Regions from separate parts of the Danio rerio genome. Here region 1 is linked to region 2. Evidence: chromatin contacts called from public Micro-C data. All regions are on one chromosome and are shown on one strand. Each heading gives the region's core, a stretch centred on a gene start, on an enhancer-like site or on the middle of the called end of the contact. The rest is flanking DNA. Distances are from core to core; before and after follow the strand shown.

Region 1 (6,306 bases), core at 1,514-4,013, 140 kb after region 2:
CTACTTTTCCTGATGCCTGTGTCTGGATGGGAGAGGGGGGGGGGGGGTTGAGACCCCCGTAGAGGAGAGAAGAAGAGTGCGCAAACAATGAGAACGCATTTCTTTATACTTCACAACACACTTTCAGGTTCCAGCACCCAGAACCTGACTGCATAATTCAATGGCTGTGCATTACGGTCAACAAGATCTAAAAGACTGAAGATGCACGGAGATACATTATAGGCTGATGGCACGGACCAGAATGCATGACCATCAGGGCTCTGCCCACTGCATCTCTGAGTCACTAAAAGCTTTTAGGCTTGCTCGATTCATGGGCATCAGCTTGGAAACACAAGACGCTGTCACAGAGGATGTTCCTATATTAAGGAGTCAGTTGCACTCTTATAATGCATAGAAATTCCATAACGTAAGGCATTACGGAGCGAATATTAACCTATAATAAAGAGAGAGCAGCAGGAAGAACTTTGTTCTCGTTCTTAATCAATGACACTGATAAAATTGAAGGTGCGACGTGATCAAAAGTGCACTGAACTTTAGCTGAATTTAAAAGGTCATCAGTTATCATTATGACGCTTGTATATTGCAAATAAACATTCATTTTATGGTTTGGACAAACCACACGCTAACTAGTAAGCCCTATAATACACTATACAACAGCATGTCACATCAGACAGAATGATAATGAAGGCTAGATTGATTTTAATGATGGGTTAAATACAAAATATTGCAATTTCTGACCGTTTGATTTGTATCATCATGCACTTTGTTTTAGCTCACAGCCATGTCTTATTGCTGTCAGATATGGCAAGCTGTTTAACATGTATTTCTTTAATACGTCCTTTTATATTACAATACTTGCTTTTGATTAATAGTAATTCAACAGTGAAAATTTAGAGGCTTTTCTATTTCCAGTAGTATTTATTTGAAAGCAATTCATGCATGTGTTTGCAAAGCTTCATGATTAGACAACAATGCTGTCAAAAGGATCCCTGTTCACACTGAACTGTGAAACATACTCCAGGCCAGTAGGTGGTGATGTCACTTTCTAAAGACACCCATGCACCTGCACTTTTATGGCCCTGTTTTCAGACATTGTTGTTTTTATAGGGTATATGCACAGCTAGTGTTTCTTCCCACATCGATAAACTTTCGGTGAGCAGTTATTGTGTCTTTTTTAAAATTTTTATACGGTTCCTTTTACAGCATTAATGTTGTAATGCAATTAAAATCTAATCAGTTAAATATACTACTGTCAAGTTTAGCTTCATTGAAAAAGTAATAATGTGGAATGTATTTTCATATTTTAAAGACATTACAGGGGAAAACATCATTTAATGCAGTGCGTCTTGTAAATTTGGACACCCACTTTATATTGTATATCAATCAGGCAGTGAAAATCGTTGATTTTTAAAGAAAATAGACCTTAAATATGCTGATTTTATATCTGCATACAGTTCACCGGAAGTGGTTCATCCAGGTTACTGAAAACTCTATTGTCAATTAATCACACATGATTTTAGAGTGAACAATGTGCATATGTGTGTTATCACCATTTTTCCACAAATCATGTTTTTGTAGTTGATGACGTTCTTTTTAATACATTTTTTTATTCTCAGGCCCACAAATCACAGCTGTCGTGTTAATGAACCAAAAAAAACTTAAGGTTATCAATTTTCAGCTGAAAATGGCGTAGTGTAAAAGGTTCTTTAACTTAATAACTATTTTCACTGAGAAATTGCACAAGCAACTACAAAGTAACTGCAAATGCATTGAATGAAATGAAACACTTCTCATGTTTCTTAAATTATTTTTGTTTTTACTGTTTTGACAGTGTGTTCAATCCAGTTAGCATTGACTACACTACCTGTATAGTTAATAGTTATATATATATATATATATATATATATATATATATATATATATATATATATATATATAATAATAATAAATAGCACATGTAAAATAAACAAATAAAAACATTTTAATTAATAATTAATTCTCTTTCGACTAGCAGTTTCTGGAAGACAATTCATTACTTAGCATTACTTGAACTGCTAGCAATAAAATAACATTACAATAGCTTTATTTTAGTTTATTAGTAAAAACAAAAAGAACAAAAAAAAAACACTAACAATAATAATATTTTAATTGAAGAATAAAGCTCTGACCAGTTCAAACCAAGACGGTAACGGATGCAGAGAAGGAACACATGGTAGTATCTAAAAGCTGTCAGAATGGATGCTTTACTACTTGCTAAAGCTAAAACTGATAGTGGTTATTTTAAATGAATATATGTTAATTTGGCTTGCCATATAAACAGCTCGCTGGCGATGCACTGACTACATGAAAAAACTTGTCCGGTTGTGTTTACTGTTCCTCACCTGATTGCGCTCGAAGTTTTCCTTTTCAACTTCCAAACTGTTGGCACCGCCAGCGCGACGGCTGAGCACTTTGGGGATCGGGTTTGGGACTTGCTGCATTGAACTCTTGACGCGGTCCATTTCTGGAAAGAAAAGTCCAAGCTGCGCGAGCGACCAAGACTTCCTAAATCAACATAAATAGTGTGTTGACTCTAGCGTTGAGCACGAAAACCTCAAGTCCTCGTCGTTATCACAAAAGGTCATTTTCCTCGTCCACCGCCCATAGATATCATTCCAGCGCTATTCCGCTGTCCGCTCGCGAGCGCGCAAAACACGCGTCTGTGCGCGCAATCACAGATCTGCAAGAGAAAACAGCGCGTCAGTGCGCGCGAGCGACGGTATACACATCCACTCCAGCAGACTATAGCGGCGGCGGCTGTCACAGGCTCCGCCCAGCGCTGACACACACCGACTGGAGAAAAATCATCAGCTCCCGCCCTGAAAAACAGTTATCTTGACGCTTAAACAAAGTCTGTATTTTCCGGGTTCTATGTTTTTCCCCGTGATTTTCTACAACGAAAAATAAAAGAATAAACAGTTAGATATAGGGTTTTTTGTACAACATTTTTGTTCATAGTGAAACAACCAAACATAGGCCTATATACAAATAATTACAGTAACTGTATAGATAACATATAAAAAGCATCTACAATAACAATTTAATTCGCATTTACAGTTTCTATTTCCACAATGTTACGTAGTTCCATAATTGATCAATTAGTAGATGTGTTTTCCACACATATTTGCCAGTTTGATTTTTAATAGGCCTGCTTTCATTATCAATTTTTCTATTGAAACAGCAAAAAACAAAAACCACATACACATACACATTGCAACAATATGTAGGCCTAAGTGTAATAATATGTAATATAAAATAATATTAATTAAGATTTTTTACAAAATTGTTGAGTCTGAGATCATATTGAAACAACACCAACTTTAAAAAATGTAAATACATGACGAATATGCAAATAATAATATGTGTGTGTGTATAAATAGGCTGAAGAATTTGCCCTCTCCTGTGGTTTGAAATGTAATGGGCAGCACAAATGTCTTGATAACTCAGGCTGCTGATGTTGCCATCCACTCTGCAGATCTCTCGTATGCGGCTATGTAACCTCAAACCATGATCTTTCCTTCACCAAACTTGACTGATTTCTTTGAGAATCTTGGATAGATGTGGGCTTAAACAGGTCTTATGCAGTATTTGTGATGATTGTGATGCAGTTGATGCAGATGATTCATCATAAAAATACGATTAATCTATATATATATATATATATATATATATATATATATATATATATATATATATATATATATATATATATATATATGTACATATATATACAATTAATCTATATATATTATTTTCTTATATATGTACAATATATATATATATATATATATATATATATATATATATATATATATATATATATATATATATATATATATATATATAGAAATATACACACACACAAATAAATTGTATATTTTTGAGCATTAACATTCGTAAAATTAATAAATCGTAACATTATTGAGCATGTCTGGGGTAAGTAAGATGAAGGAGAAGGCATTGAGGATGAATCCAAAGAATCTTGATGAACTCTGGGAGTCCTGCAAGAACGCTTTCTTTGCCATTCCAGATGACTTTATTAATAAGTTATTCGATTCATTGCAGAGATGTATGGGTGTAGTCCTCCAAGCTCATGGGAGTCATACACTATATTAATTATTTTTTCAAGGCACCATGACTTTATATTCTGTACTGTACATTATTTCTGTTGAGTTACAAGATTATAATGCGGAGCACCCATGCAAACGCAGGGAGAACATGCAAACTCCACACAGATGCCAACAATTTGTACTTGATTTCTCTCTTTTCTCATTTGTTCACTGCACCAGTAAATCTCATTATTACTTTATCAACACATGTGACTGTCAAACTTGTATTGTCTGCTGACTCCGCTTGCATAACTATATTAGATAGCGTAGGCATCTGCAGTCTCTATCTTTGTTCTCTCTCTGATGGGCAGAGGCCAGATTCAATTTCCCTGCAAAGCAAATTCTATCAGATGGCAGAGTCAGAGTTTTGTTTTAATGATTCAGTAGAATGACGGTGTGAAGTCATTTTGGTCTGTGCCCTGACTGATCATTATCTTCTCTGCTGTCAGCACAAGATGCAAACCACAGTCAACAACACCATAATGTCAGCCCCGTAACCCTCAATATCCTCACTGTGTGCTTGCTTTGATATATGAGTTAGAAAAAAAAAACAATTTTCTTTTGCAATGCTTCAATAAAGTTAACATATTGCTTTTTGAATTAATATTCAACAGGATGAATAAAGCACTAAGCCGCCAGAAGGCATGGTTTGCAGGGAATTTACAACATTTTAAATTCTAAATTCACCAACGACTTTACATGGTTTATTGCGTTTTTAATACAACATATTATAAAATAAAATAAATGTATTAATATTTATATTATTAATATGCAACTATAAAGTTAAATACAAATAATGGCATGGTGGATCAGTGGTTAGCACTGTCGCCTCAAAGCAAGAAGGGTGCTGATTTGAGTCCTAGCTGGGCCAGATGGCATTTCTGTGTGGAGTTTGCATGTTCTCCCCGTGTTCATGTGGGTTTTCTCTGAGTGCTCTGGTTTACCCCACAGACCAAATATAAGCTCTAAAGGTGAACATGTCTTGACACAATTTGACGTGTGGCACTTGCACGGTGCATGTGTTGCATGCAGCAAATACTTTGCCTGCATATACGTCTAACAAACACACTCTAACAGCTTAATAAAAAGGTCAGTATACTGCAGAATTTAGATATTTTATAAACAGAAATTTTTTTTCTAAATGTAATATAATCTCATAAATGTAAGAATGTAATACATAAATCATGATAATACTTTAATCATAACTTTATCTTAAAATATGAATAAAAACTTGGGTGGCTGTTAATTACAGGGCATAACTTTAGTCATGAATTTCAGTAAATTCAGAAAATGTTCTGTGGTTTTAAACTAAGTTTTCATCTGCATCTATTGATTCAACAATTCAAGTTATTGTTTGTTCAAAGTGGGATATTCGTAAAACAAAACAATGTAGCAAGCAGCGGACTTGTTTTACTGTAGCTACATCTAGTGGTTATACAACGTCACTACACTTACACGACAGACATTTAAACATTTCATCTGTTTTTTATGTGTTTGCACTTTGCAGCATTTATAAACTGTGCTGAAGTGTAAAAACAAAAATATAGCCCACAAAAGTAAGTCAACTGCACTCTAAAAATGTGGAAAAATAATAAAAAGCCTTTTTTGAAATTGCAAAAAATATTATAAAATATCCATGTCAATAAAGGCTTTTTAATAATATTTCTACATTTTTGAGTGCCTTTGACTTACTTTTGCTGTTTATTCTGATGAATACCCTTACTCAAAGAGCACAGACACATTAATTAAGCTACCCCTGAGCACTTTTTGTTTGATTTAAAAAGAAAAAAAAAGACCTTCTTATGCAAGCTATAGAAAAATAAAAGTTTCGAGGGTGTTTTTGGTTTACCTAAAGAACCTAAAAAGTTTTATAAAAGAAAAATTATTTTCTATGATGTGAAGCATAAAAAACCCATCAAGTTAAAATCAAAATCCCCGTTATTTTCTCACACTCAAGAAGTTCTAAATTTGTATGCATTTCTGTCTTGTGTTGCACACAAAACAAGATTTTTCAACATTCTTTAAAATCGTCACCTTGGAATTATAAGGTTTTATCTGACATTTTTGTCAAAATTGAGTTATTCACAAATTCTTTTTAAATGGCAACTTATTTACATTTTGGGATGTGTTTTTATAAGTTGTTTACATTTTAAGGCTT
Region 2 (5,580 bases), core at 1,173-3,672:
ATATATATATATATATATATATATATATATAATACCAAATTATATATATATAATAAAAACTTATTTAATTTTGTTATTTGTATAAACATACAAAGTACTGAAGTTTTAAGTATATAATTTTTTTGTGCTTACTTGGCATCTTTGCTAGGAAGGTTAACATTCACGCTCCCAAGGACAAGGCTGAGATAAATCCTTGAAAAAAAAAGCAGAAGTAACAACTTCTAATATTTACTGAACTTGATGTAAATAAGCTGCTGAAATATTCTCATTTGAATAATCATGTACCCATTCTTCTTTGGAAGAAATGCTTCCATTTGAAAGATCTGGCTTGGCATATTTCGGATGTGATCTTTGGCCTCCTTTACTGCATTGCTCTCCTCTTCTGTCAGGCCTTTATTGAGTCTACAATTCAGAGCACAACAACCATCTGTAAACGTCAAAGTTAAATACTTATTAAATGAGACAAAACAAAAACACATTTTATTTACTTAATCAAAGATTTTAAATTCTCCTTTAAATTCTTTTTCTGTCGTGCCAAAGAGGCAGCAAAGCTTTTCTGAAGTTTGGACACTTCCTCTAATTTCTGCAGGTAAAGCCGATGGGTCTCCTGTAAAGGACAATTCATTTTAAAATAAAAGTTGTGTTGCACAAACATCACATGCAGATTTAAAACAGATTTAATAAGATCTTACCTGAAGCTGCTGAAATTCTTTCTCCTGAGTCTTCCATTCTTGAAGAGCTGCTGCGAGTGCCTTCGACATGTAGTTGTTCAGTTTGTAGTGTTGTTCAGTTTAAATTATAAGATTCCTCTTAGTTAAAAGGCAGATCTGATAATAACAAACTGATGTAAGCAGAAATGTTAAATAATTTGCTGGATATTCAGAGATCTTCAGTTTAGAAGCATGTCAGTTGGTAGTCTTCGTCGTATCTCTTATTTCTTAGTGATTGCAATATGGGTTTGAACTTTGTAGTGAACTTTGACAGACCAGCTTGACTGACCTTTAACACACTTGGTTGTCTGCGCTTTATAGGAAGGGCTATGTATTTAGAACAACACTGCGAATTCAGCTATATAATAACGTGAAATTGTGTTTATTAAAGAAGTTCTAGTGAAGATCTGAAAGAATTATTTCTTTAGAATTTGCCATATTCTGTACAACATGAAAGCATTGGATTCATGCTGCCTTGTAACAATGGGTCAGGTTTCTAGTGGTGTGATGATGTGGGTAATATTTTCTTGGCACAACATTGGGTATTTTGGTACACACCAGAGCCTACCTGAGTTTTATATAATCCCTTTACTTCATTACCCATCCTGGACCATCAGGATAACACAGTGTCACAAAAGCGAATCCAAAACTAGTTTCTTGAACACGACAAGGAGTTTACTTTACAAAAATGGCCTCCACAGTCACCAAATGGCAACCCAAAAAGTGCACCTTGGAATGTGTTGTAATGGGAGCTTTTCATCAAGAATGTGCAACAGACAAATCTGCTGCAGCTACATAATATTCTGACCTCAATTTAGGGCAGAATCTCTGAGGAATGTTTCCAGCAGCAAAATGAATTTATGTTATACAAATCTGAGGCAGTTCTCAAGGCATAGAGGGGACCAACCCAGTAGTAGCACCCAATAAAGTGTCCAGTGAGTGTTCAGAGTCCAGTCATTCATGCTCTAAGGTCTCATGCATTAGTTGCATAATCCAATAATCCCTCATAAATTCCACTGGTGTAAAAGAACACTTGCGGAATACAAGAACAGCTGAAACAATGAGATCTTGACCTTTGGTCGACAGATAACATTCAGCTTACTTCATTCAGGTGTAATTTAAAGAGTTTTATTTCAACATCTTCATCTATACTGCCTTATCAGCTAGAAATTTCAATGAATACGACATAGGCTACATTGATTGTCCTAACTGCTAATTTTATAGTATTGACTTTGGTTGGAAAGTTAAGGTTACTAGGTTTTGCTATGGTTAATTTTAGGGCATTAGAGACAATGTGTTGTTTGTTATTAGGCCTTTTAATAAGTATAACAAATAGTATATATATTTGTTACCTGATAATCATTAGCGAATCTCAATCACCTTCAATAAGTGGGCATTTGTCATAAAACAAACAGTTGTTGTTTTTTTTTTATTTGTCCACGAGCGGCCCCTTGCGTTCACTCGTCATTGAATATACGCACCGCGCATGCGCATTCCTTCGACTGTATTATTATTGACCTGAGCAATATGTAAACTGCGCAGGGGGATGGCCTGTCAAGAAACATTGGACTGCAAGCCCATGGGGTGGGTTTTCAAAGAAATGCATGAAGGTGGAACTAAAGCAGGGTCTAATCTTACTGATACTATATGTTCTGTCTTGAAGATTCGCTCGGGTTTCTTCTGATCGCGGATACAGTGCGGCGGCGGCTGGCCAGCGGTGCTGGATGAAACCGGCCGGTGCGGTGACACTTACTTTTCAATGAATTTTTCATCAAACAAGTGATTTTACAGGACTTACTCGCTTGTCCGACTGAATAAAGTGAAAATGAGCGCCGTGGTTTACGTTTTATCCACGGTCACCGGATATGTGCTAACCTCGGCGTTTCTGCTGAAGTGTCCGTCTCTGCTTCACCGGCGAAAGAGAGAAGCCTTCCGGAGCAGACACATCTCTCACCGCGGCGGTGAGTGCACTGACAGCAGACCAGACCGGCCAGACAGTCGTCTGGGACTGTCTCTTCTTACTGTTCATACAGTAACTTTTATTTCGTTGTACTTTTAAGTGTTAGTAACTAAAATCTACTGAATTATGATGTACAAGTGCTGACTAGGTAGGAAGTAAAGGGTTTTGGTTTTGATATGTAGTCAATGAATGAGTGTCACAGCAGCAACAACAAAAAGACCTTTTGCCACAGATTTGTATTATATATATATATATATATATATATATATATATATATATATATATATATATATATATATATATATATATATATATAATGTTCACGTTGGGCCAGTGTTGGTCCATAGGGTTCATTATTGACTAGTACTAGATACTGGTCTTTGAATGGACACTGGAGTGGGTGGACTGTGAACCCTGGAAATACTTTACATACTATACACAGTCATGACTCTTGGTTGTGTGTGTGTGTGTGTGTGTGTGTGTGTGTGTGTGTGTGTGTGTGTGTGTGTGTGTGTGTGTGTTATTTAAATGTATTAATTGATTTGTTTTGCTTCAGGGGCTGGTGAGAACTTGGAGAACACAATGGCAGCCTTCAAGCAGTGAGTTGCTGTTTATTGCTCGGATTTGCATTGATGAGTGTGACTGCTTAATATGCCTAATATACTTTACAAAGTGCACTAAATCCCAATGTACACTTAAGTTTTCACATGTACGTGCAAGTCCACATTATATGAATTTTGCCATCAGAACAGTATGCACAAACTGACCATGTACTGCCTGAGCTCATTTGCACTTTGAATTGTTTTGCATTATTTACTGTACTGTAGTTTGGCCATATGTCAGTACTCAACCCGGGTAGGAAAAGAAATGGTGGAGTCAGATCAAGAACAACTACACATTGTTGAAGAGGGCAAAACAATAGATGGGTGGAATATAAAATGTCTGCAACTCTGTTTTAAACTATTACAAACGTATAAGCTTTGGAGCTTTAAAAGTGCAGACACTAGATGAGGATGAACTTTGAGCACATGCCTGCTTTCAAATAGTATATATTTAGGGAGGCCATGCATTTGAATGTGCATGAATGCTAAAGTACACAAAAAAATCAAGTTTACTTTCCTAACGTAATGCTATATGTTGGCACATAGCTCAGTCTCCTTTTTAATGTTTACTTCATTTGATAAAATGCACAAAAACATCTGCTGGACACATTTGTTGAGCCACAAATATGCCTTTGTAAATAGTGTTCGTCAAAGTGGCATCATCAGCTTATAAAAATACAAGAGAGATCTGAATGAAAATCTTTGTCTATAAAAGGTAAGTGCTTTCATTACTCTGCGTTTTGTTTTTGTTTTTTCCAGTGCTGTTAAACTAGGCACGGACATGTTGGAGCTGGACTGTCATTTGACCAAGGATGAGCAGGTGGTGGTATTGCATGACTCCAGCCTGAAGAGGTCGACTGGCATTAATGCATACGTTGCTGATGTGGCTTATGCTGTAAGTTCTTCTAATTATTTACTATATTCACACCGAAAGTCTAAATATTTATAATAGTGCCTGGCTGCAGACTTGCGCGCTCAGACATGCACTTAACAGATGAAGTGACGTCACTACAAGGGTCTTAGGCAGGGTTGGGTGTAGATGTTCTTGAGAGTGCATGTCTGAGCGTGGATGTGCACTCAATCTGCACTCAGACCCTTCTTCAATATTTGAGACTTTAAAGTTGGTACCATACTATTATGCTGTGATGTTAAATTATGTTTGTCTTCTTAGGATCTTCCTCCTTACCTCTGTAAGCTTGGGGTCAGTTTCAAACGAGGTGAGTGTTCAGTCCAGATAATGTGCAAATAAAAGTTTGATTAAGGGTAATATATAATGAATTGAAAATAAAAATCTGAATAAAATGTATTTATTATATGTAAATGTGAATTCTAAAACTGATTTCTGTCATTAATCAAATGGAATTTCATTTGGAACAGTGATAATGTGCGTCTTTTCCAAATAGAGGAACATTATTATCACATATTATAAAAACCGTGTGGATTTTATGCAGTTTGAGTGATTCTGTAGTTACTGCAAACGGGGATATGCTACCTAAAGACTTGCATGTCTGACTGTGGCATTATTCTTGATGTGTTTCAGACTGCTACTGTGAAGGAGGAGAAGACAAACGCATCCCCCTGCTGAGAGACGTGTTCGAAGCTTTCCCAAGCACCCCGGTAAACATCGACATCAAGGTCAACAATGACACCCTCATCAAGAAGGTGTGTGGGATTTGCTGTTCTACTCAAATTTCATTTCCTCCAATCCTCTTTCTATGCTGCTGTTTGTCACCACTTAAATTAATCAGGTTAGAGAGTTGAATTTGTCTGAAGCAGACTTTTACCTCTTTTTTTTTTGTCAGGTGTCTGAGCTGGTCATTCAGTATAAAAGGCAGGATCTGACCGTCTGGGGAAACTCCAGCAATGAAATTGTTAAGAAATGTCACAAAGAGGTGAGAAATGTATACTTTTTTTTTTTTTTAAAGGAAAATTTGTTTTAATCTGACTAAATGAAATGTACTAAAGATCTAAGCATCTGATGTTTTCTATTGTCTTGCAGAATCCACAAATCCCAATCTTGTTCAGTTTGCCTAGGGTGCTTCTGTTACTAGGTCTATTCTACACTGGCCTTCTGCCCTTCGTCCCAATAAAAGAACAATTCCTGGAGATTCCCATGCCTTCAATTGTTTCCAAGTGAGGACCATATTCATTTTAGTCATATATGTGTCAATGATGTTTAAAAAAAAAAGGTTTTCAAGCAACAGAAATAAGTGTGTCCCTTTTGTCCTGAAAAAAAAACAACAACAATGTCCATCATACATTTTATAATATTTTACAGAAAATATACCAATACAATGTAGGGTTGGGC

Evidence for each region. Hi-C and Micro-C count contacts between places; a contact is called where the count stands out from the background.
Region 1: a Micro-C map of caudal fin shows a contact between it and region 2, with 5 times the contacts expected there. The contact joins the promoter of hip1 here to the promoter of gdpd1 in region 2. A contact is called at or near these places in 3 of 18 Hi-C or Micro-C datasets (caudal fin, embryo and an unstated tissue) and 1 of 4 datasets of contacts at active chromatin or transcription factors (embryo).

The regions. Positions count from the first base shown.
Region 1 is chr15:19,453,059-19,459,364 of GRCz12tu, forward strand. It overlaps hip1 (huntingtin interacting protein 1), which reads right to left and starts at 2,764. Exons shown (of 30, transcript NM_001166205.2): 1 at 2,382-2,764. The coding sequence starts at 2,501. It also overlaps a transcript of plin2 not described here.
Region 2 is chr15:19,314,775-19,320,354 of GRCz12tu, forward strand. It overlaps gdpd1 (glycerophosphodiester phosphodiesterase domain containing 1), which reads left to right and starts at 2,423. Exons shown (of 10, transcript NM_001004118.1): 1 at 2,423-2,671; 2 at 3,227-3,269; 3 at 4,032-4,167; 4 at 4,444-4,489; 5 at 4,813-4,934; 6 at 5,075-5,164; 7 at 5,272-5,405. The coding sequence starts at 2,536. tmem120ab (transmembrane protein 120Ab) reads right to left here and starts at 954. Exons shown (of 12, transcript NM_001005946.2): 1 at 693-954; 2 at 489-607; 3 at 286-402; 4 at 133-192. The coding sequence starts at 761.